2 separate regions of the Mus musculus genome follow, and region 2 is linked to region 1. Evidence: chromatin contacts called from public targeted proximity ligation data. All regions are on one chromosome and are shown on one strand. The core of a region is the stretch at or near the end of the contact, and the rest is flanking DNA. Distances in the headings are between cores, read along the strand shown. Region 1 has its middle 18 kb from the start of Gna14. Region 2 overlaps Gna14 (guanine nucleotide binding protein, alpha 14).

The links.
Region 2: a contact with region 1 is called in a targeted proximity ligation map of the NIH/3T3 cell line, with 17 read pairs. A contact is called at or near these places in 5 of 484 Hi-C or Micro-C datasets (the C10 cell line, ECoMG myeloid progenitors, the G1E-ER4 cell line and 2 more), 5 of 130 datasets of targeted methods (the NIH/3T3 cell line, embryonic fibroblasts, embryonic stem cells and 1 more) and 1 of 9 other capture datasets (embryonic stem cells).

Annotation. Positions count from the first base shown.
Region 1 is chr19:16,416,119-16,420,192 of GRCm38.p6, forward strand. No RefSeq gene overlaps it. Among named protein-coding and RNA genes, the nearest start is that of Gna14, 18 kb to the right of the region's middle.
Region 2 is chr19:16,560,856-16,564,929 of GRCm38.p6, forward strand. All of the region lies in intron 2 of Gna14 (guanine nucleotide binding protein, alpha 14), which reads left to right. Among named protein-coding and RNA genes, the nearest start is that of Gm41811, 21 kb to the right of the region's middle.

The sequences.
Region 1 (4,074 bases), core at 1,038-3,537:
AGGCAACCCAATAAGAGAAAAAGAGTTCCAAGAGCAGGCAAAAGAGTCCCCACTCCCACTGGTAGGAGTCCCACAAAATACCAAGCTAACAGTCATAATGTATACACAGAGGACTTAATGCAGACCCAAGAAGGTCCTATGCTTGCCACTTCAGTCTCTGAGTTCAAATGAGCTCTGCTTAGTTGATTTGGTAGAACATGTTCTCCTGGTGTCCTCCAACCCCTCTGACTCCCTGGTGTGTCTTTCTTGCCGATCTTCTGTAGGGTTCTCTGATCTCTGAGGGGGAAGGCCCAGTGGAGACCTCCTAGATTCTCTCTCTGAAACATTTCTAGCTGTGGGTCTCTGCAACTGCTCCCATCTCTGATGACAACTGGACAAGGTCCCCGATCTATGAGTATAGTAGAATATCATTAGGAATCATTTCATTGATGATGATAAGAATAATTATTATATTTATTTTTATTGTTATATTTATCATAATTACACCATTTATAATTTATAATGCAACCATTATAAAATATAATATAATAATTATAATATATAATTGTATTGATAATGCCATTATATCATATTAATATAATTTATTATTATTATTATTATTATTATTACTACTATTATTACTTTCCAGTCATGTTTGGCTCTACCTTAGGTTTCTGGGCTATCCATTCTCCAGTCTCTGGCCACTCAGGCAGTGTAGGACATGGGCTGCCTCTCTTGGCATGGTTCCCAAGTTAAACCAGATATTGGTTGGCCACTCCCACACATTCTGTGCCACCATTGCCCAGAACATCTTTCAGTCAGGACAGATTATAAGGTGAGCAGTTTGGAAATGGTTGGTGTCCACAGTTCTCCTTCTGTAAACTGCAAAGTATCTTCCTGCACCAAAGAGACTAACACATAGGGGTGCGCTGGGTCTATACTGTCCTTGGCAATGGGACTTCACTGTCAGTTTTCAGAGAGCAACATTCTGTCCTAGCATCAGCCTGGGTTGTTTAGCACCCTCTTGGCCATCAATTCAACTGACTGTAACCCAGTCCCACCAGTGGAAGCCTCGTCTGTCTAGAAAACAGGGCTCCATATCCTCCATTAGGAACCCTCACTAGACCTGCTCTCACAACTGCAAGAACTTTCCACTGCACCTGGTTTCCTCACAACCACCTGCAGAGTTCCCCACTTCCAGCTGTCTCTTCTCACACGCTTTCCCTCAGTGCCCCCCTCCCCAACCTGTTCCTGCTTCTGTCCCATCCACCCCCAATCTACCTGCAAGATGAATTCTATTTCCCCCTTCCCAGGGAACTCCATGTGCACGCCCTTGAGCCCTCCTCTTACCTCACTTTCCCCAGTTAAAGGCTTGAGAAAGGGGAGGACAGGAGAAAATGATCTATCACAGCCCTCAGGCTACCCTGAGAGTTGGGTCTGGGGGACAGAGTGGAGAAGATCTACAAGCAGCCTACCTGGTCTTGCGGCAGGCATGGCCTGTGATTGAGTAGGGAACTCCTGCCCTACTTGGGGGCTGGGACATATGAGGAGGTGGGGAAGAAGGCGGGAGGAGAGGTCTGGTGTTCTGGCAGGCATGGCCTGCCTGTTGAGCCTTGTGAACAGATGCTTCATAAATCAAGGCCATTTGCCATTTGAAAATAAAGTCAACTGATTTTGTCTTTTATTTGCATTTATCTATTCCTGTATTTTATTTTAGTCTGGATTTATTAGTATGGTCCCTACTAGTACGGTGAAGTAAGAACAGCCCAGATGACCTTCAGTGCCTACACACATACTTGCAAAAAAAAGCAAGATACAATTCAAAGGATTCTTTGGCAGAGATTTGGGGAAAACATTGTGATGTAGAACCTCAAATATGAAGGAAAACAGATTCTTTCTTGCTTACCTAAAACATATGGAAAAATGGATATTATACAAGTGGTGTGAATTTAAAAAGAAAAGAAAAAAACCTTATTATAGCCTGGATTTAAATAGAAACAGCTACAAAAGATACTAGATAATTTTTAATATGGAATTTCCGTTAAACTGAGTTGAGGAATTTAATATTTTTCAGGTGTAATCATTCTGGCTGTTTGTTCTTACAAGAGATTGTCCTTATTCTGGTTGAACTGTTTAGGGGAGATGAGTCATGCTGTTGACAGCGTGTCAAGGCTTAGGAAATAGAGTTTTGGAAAAGAGAGAGAAAGAAGATAAAACAAATACAGAGGAACACATTGACACACAGAAAACTTAGGTAAAGAATTTGCAAGTGCTTATTGTTATGTCTGGAAAGTTCTCATAATTCAAAAAAAAAAAGGGAGGGAAAATGTTAGTCATACCAAAATTGTATAGTCATACCAAAATTGTAGTGAGAGGAGCTGAGAAACCAACCTTTTATTTAAAAGTATTGTGAGAAATGACTATCAAAGAGAGAGTTACACAATAGCATACTTGTTAAGAAAATGTTTTTAATAGAAAAAATCTTATCTGTCCCAAAGAGCTTAGCCTCTGATCGCAGAGCTCATGGGACGCCTCGGAGAACTTTTCAGCTGTGTCCAGCATAGCCGCGTCAGGTTACCATAGACCAGTTTCCCTGGTATTCTATCTCCAAAGAGAATGGGCCCTGCTGTTTCTAATGCTGTAGACTCTGATAAACATTTACAAAAGAGGCAAGTCTAAGCTGACTGATGTCAGGATGGCATGAAAGATAGCCTTGAGGCCAAGCTTGGGATTAGAAATCAGAAATAACCCTGGACCAGGTGGCAGGATTCAGAACAGGAGCCCCAGCTTATCTGCTGGTTTGAATGAAAGTAGCCCCCTTAGGCTCCTGTGTTTACATGCTTAGTCCCCAGCTGATGGACTGTTTAGGAAGGATTTGGACGTGTGGCCTGTTGGAGGAGGTGTGTCACTGAGAGTAGACCTTGAGGTCTCAAAAGCCCCAGCCTCTCCACTCCCTCTGCCTGCTGCATAGGGATCAGGACATGAAGCTCTCAGCTATTGCTTCAAAGCCCTGTTTGACTGTTTTCCTGCCAGGATGATCATGGACTGATCCTCTGAAATGTAAACAAGCCTCAGTTAAATGCTTTCTTTTATAGGAGTTGTCTTGGTCATGGTGTCTCCTTACAGCACTAGAACAATAACTAAGACAGCAACTTACTGAGGAAGGTTGAGGTGTGGGCGTGGGAGTCGGGGTTGTTTGCCCTGACAAGGACATCCTTTGGAGCACTTAATGGCTTCAGTGGTCCTGGTAGCTCTGCTTCTGTATCAAATAAACAAAGGGACAATGGCCAGAGGGGAGCCATTTGAATAAGCATCCAAAACAGAAACAAACAAACACCCCAAAACCTTCAGGCTGAAGAAGTCTTTTAGTTTGATTATATCATCAGACTCTCAGCTCGCCAAATTCCACTGAACCAATGCTAGAATGTTCGACCTTATCAGCAGTGTCCTTGTTGCTTTTACTTTTTCTCAGATTCAACAGAATAGTTTCGATCCTGGCACAGTTCTTTCTGACAAGTAGGCTCTTAATCAGCTGATGCCTCATTCGAGAGACAGCTGCAAGGAAGAAGTGACTTGGGTAATTAACATGCAGCTTTTCTATGAGCTCAAAGCATTTGCAAGTGCGTTGCATCTAAATAGTTGACTAAAGCATGCAATCGTTAGGAGAAAAAAAAATCTATCTGACCACCAATCCTTGAAGAGTAGCTGAGGACAATCAACAACATCCAGGAAAGAAAGTCAAACCAAAACATAGTCCTAGAGAAATGCTAAAAAGATGTACTTCCTCATTTTTAATGAGTATAACTGCATCCTGATCTGGGGTAACCTCAGAGGTCAGGAGCATCAGAACCCCCTGAAACTGGAGTTACCAGAGATTATATGCTGCCAGACATGGGACCTGGGAACTGAACTTGGCTCCTCTGCAAGCTGTGTGCTTTCTCAGCCACTGAACCATCTCTCTGGCCTCAGAAAGAAGAATGTAATGGTCCCTTTAGCATTAGCATGTCTTACTGAAGCTCTGACAGTGCTGAATGGTTTGAGTCCTCAGGGCTCGGTGAAGATCCGTGATGCAGTTGGATTGGTCTCTAGGGGGAT
Region 2 (4,074 bases), core at 561-3,060, 140 kb after region 1:
TAGGCAGCCTCCAGGAGCCACACCCTTGAAGAAGATGATTCTCCCTTCCCCAGTGCCCATCAACTGCCAGTAACTTCTCAGCAAAGAGTAGGGTTTCATGTGTCTCTCTCCCATACAGGCTGGGATGTTGGCTGGTTTGATCCTGTGCAGGTCTTGTACAGGTACCCACAGCTGTCCCAAGATCATGAGTCCAATAGCCCTGCCAAATCCAGAAGACACTGATTGCAGCCGTCCTCTCCAACCAGTGGCTCTTACCAGCATCCTGCCACTCTTCCGTGGTGTCCCCTTGTCTTGAGAGGATGGGGCAGGAGTCTGATAGGTGATCAGTCAGTCAGAGCTTGAGGACTCCACGGTCACTTATTCATCTGTGAGTCTCTGTATTAATTGTTGCCCACCGCAATGAACAAAGCTTCTCCAATAAGATCTGAGAGTTGAACTGATCTTTGGATATGAAGATAAGTATTTAGAAGGCAGTTTGATATTATGTCCATTTAGCAAAATAATTTTAATAGATTCTCCTCTAGGGTTTCTGATTTTCCAAGTCACTGGGTTACTAGCCAGGTTTGTAGTACCAGGTAGACGTGAGTTTCTCTTGTGAAGGAAGCCTTAAATCTAATCAGAAAGTCATTGGTTATCTCTGTAACGTTTATCCTACTATAACAACAATGTGTATATGTTACCAGGCCAGTTGTTCCTGTAGCTCACAGCTGGAGAGTCACAGCTGGCTAAGGCTGTTGATGGCTTTTCTTAGACAGTAATAAGCATGGTACCTTCTGGCAGTATGGAAGGTAGTGATCAGGAAGGAAATTTCCTGATCAATACCAGCTTGATTTTTCCATGTCTGAGACCAAAGAATATAGCATGTTCAGCAATATGGTCTTACCATCAAGTTCTGGCCAGCAACCAAGGACAATGGCAAGAGCCTGTATTGTTTTAAGGATTCTCTTGGCCTTTCCTACCCCAAGCAAAATAAAGTCAGGTATCCTACAGTGGAGACTGGGATTTTTGTTTAATAATCTATGAATGTTGTAATGAACCATTGTAATCATGAAAAATGAAATGTGCTTTTGAAATAAAAAATAATACAAAGCCGGGCGTGGTGGCACACGCCTTTAATCCCAGCACTTGGGAGGCAGAGGCAAGTGGATTTCTGAGTTCGAGGCCAGCCTGGTCTACAGAGTGAGTTCCAGGACAGCCAAGGCTACACAGAGAAACCCTGTCTCGAAAAACCAAAAAATAAAAAAAAATAAAAAAAATAATACAAACACTATTTAGAAAGCTAGTGCTTTAAATAGTGTGTTAACAAGTATCAGAGCTAGCAGCTAACTCAATCTGTCCCATATTTTAGGTTTCAGCATGTTTGGTGGATCCCTGGTCATGTGCCCTTTCCCTATCATTTCCCTGATCTGTAGTAGCATGCTTGCTCTTACATTGTGCCAGAATTGGAGCTCTTCCTATCCCCTGTGGCTGCTAGCATTCTCCAAAAGTCTGTGGATTTTGCTGTGCTCTGGGACCTTTTAGAGTGGAGACATGAGGAAACTCAAAGGCAGTGACCTACTCCCTGGAGCCCACAGCTTTCATCCTGTTTTCCACTGAGTCTGGAAGGGCAGAGAAGCCCATGCATTGTTTCCTTCTATCATTATTGTGACTAAATGCCCGGCAGCGGCATCTCACAGGAAAGGGGTTTACACGACCCCCAGCTCAGAACGTGTGGCTCAGCACGGCAGGGTAGAGCTCAGGTTCTGGCAGTATGGGCTCGCAGCATGACTTCTTCACATCGTGGTGACTCAGGACACACAGACTGTCACTCTATGACCTGTGTCTGGCAGCTAAGTTCTACCTCCCAAGGTCTACAGTCTCTCTCAAACAGCACCACTAGTGAGGGACCAAATGTTCAATGCATCATGAAGGCTCGTGATGGGGACTTTCCACATTTAAGCCATAATAACCCATCTATGGTTCTAAGATTGATCATCACAGTGTGGGAAAAGCTATTTCCGTGGCACTCGCAGCGGAGACCTGGGTGTTGAGAGGCAACCGTAAACTGACTAATACATTGGCCTGCCTCCAGCCATGGAATATTAATCAAACTTGTTATTTTAAAGGTGTTCTCCATTACACTGAGTCTTATTCAGTCACACAGTGTCTACTGTAAACCTAGAGGGTGATTTCTACATCTATTTCCCCCTCAATAACTGCATTGTACGGTCTGAGTATCTGCTGTGGGCCTAGGCTTGTTCAAGGTGTGTTGTTAACCTAGGAAATCGAGGGTTGCCCAGGCACAGCTTGTTCCCATCTACTTTACTGAAGAGAAGCCAGAAACAAAGAGGTCAAATCGTTTGCAGTGAAATGTAAATAGTATGTTTGACTTTGACTCCAGATGGCTGACTTCATTGTCTTGAGGGACTCTGTTACCATCAAAGACACAGTTACAGGTACAGCAATGGAAGGAAGCATTGCTCTAAGCTGGTGACACTGGCTGCCAACACCATTTGTACTAATTTGTGTGGACAAATAGTTATATGGTACTTGTCTCTGGGTTTTATATGTCATAAAATGCCTGAATATAATGTGTTATATCATAAATCTGTTTGTTCTCAATAAGCTTTTCCCTGAAAAGTTCCTAGAACATTTTTATGTAACAGGTGCATTGCCCTTATCCTCAAAAAGTTGACAGTTCACAAAGGTATTGTGTTAAGTGAAATAAGCCAGGCACAGAAAACCATATATTAAGAGTTAATTTTACAGAAGTGGATTGTAGAACCTCAGTCACTGGAGGCAGCACAGGTTGGGGATAGGGGAGGTTTGGTAACGTGTGCTACATTGCAATTGCATGATAGGAATGAGATTTAGTGTCCTGCAGTACAGCCGTATGGCTATGACAAACACATGCTATATATTTATATAGAGCAGAAGAGTTTGAAAATTTCCAACACAGAAATGATAAATGACTATGCATATGTAATATGTGGTGGTTTTTAAGAATCTCTCAGTTCATGGGGAAGGAAATACATCAGTAGAACATTTCACAGCTGTGTAGTAATTATCAGAGATGAATGAGTCCATGGTGTCAGGAAGGCATAAGGTAGGGACATGAACCCCACCCAGGTCAGCTCACAGCTTAGGAGGCGGTGCTTTTAGTCTGTAGGTCAAGAAAGTCTCAATGAGGTTCAATTCCTTTACCATAGCTACACTACTGGGAGCTGGGGAGCTTGGTTTGAAATTACTGGCCCAGTGTTGTCTACCCAGCAGGAGTAGAATTCATGCCCAAGTGAGTTTGCTATGGATGACTGTAAGAGAGTAGGCCATGCCTGGTTCTTCCTCCTCTCTGTCTTGGTTCTGAGTTCTCTGAAACAATCTGGAACTAGAGATGAAACCAATAAGCATTATCATTCATGTAGCCTGCACTTCCACTGCTTAGAAAGCTCCCCTGTGACTTCCAGAAAAGGAAGACATCCAGGAAAGGAAGACTTCCTACAACAGCTTCTGCCAGGCTGGAGGTGGGAGGGGAATAGGAAGATTTCTTTTTCTTTTCTTTTCTTTTCTTTTCTTTTCTTTTCTTTTCTTTTCTTTTCTTTTCTTTTCTTTTCTCTTCTCTTCTCTTCTCTTCTCTTCTCTTCTCTTCTCTTCTCTTCTCTTCTCTTCTCCTCTCCTCTCCTCCCCTCCCCTCCCCTCCCCTCCCCTCCCCTCCCCTCCCCTCCCCTCCCCTCCCTTCCTCTTCCTCTTCCTCTTCCTCTTCCTCTTCCTCTTCCTCTTCCTCTTCCTCTCCTCTCCTCTCCTCTCCTCTCCTCTCCTCTCCTCTCCTCTTCTTGTCTCTTCTTTCTTTCTCTTTTTCTTTTCTTCTTTCCTTTCCTCCCTTCCTTTTTTAATGTATTTGTTTCACATCCCAATATTAGTCTCCCCTTTCTCCCCATACCCCCTCATGCAGATTCTCCCTCCATTTTCCCTTCCCCTTCTCCTCTGAGAAGTGGCAATCCCACCCTGGATAACACACACATACACACACACACACACACACACACACACACACACACACAGAGAGAGAGAGAGAGAGAGAGAGAGAGAGAGAGAGAG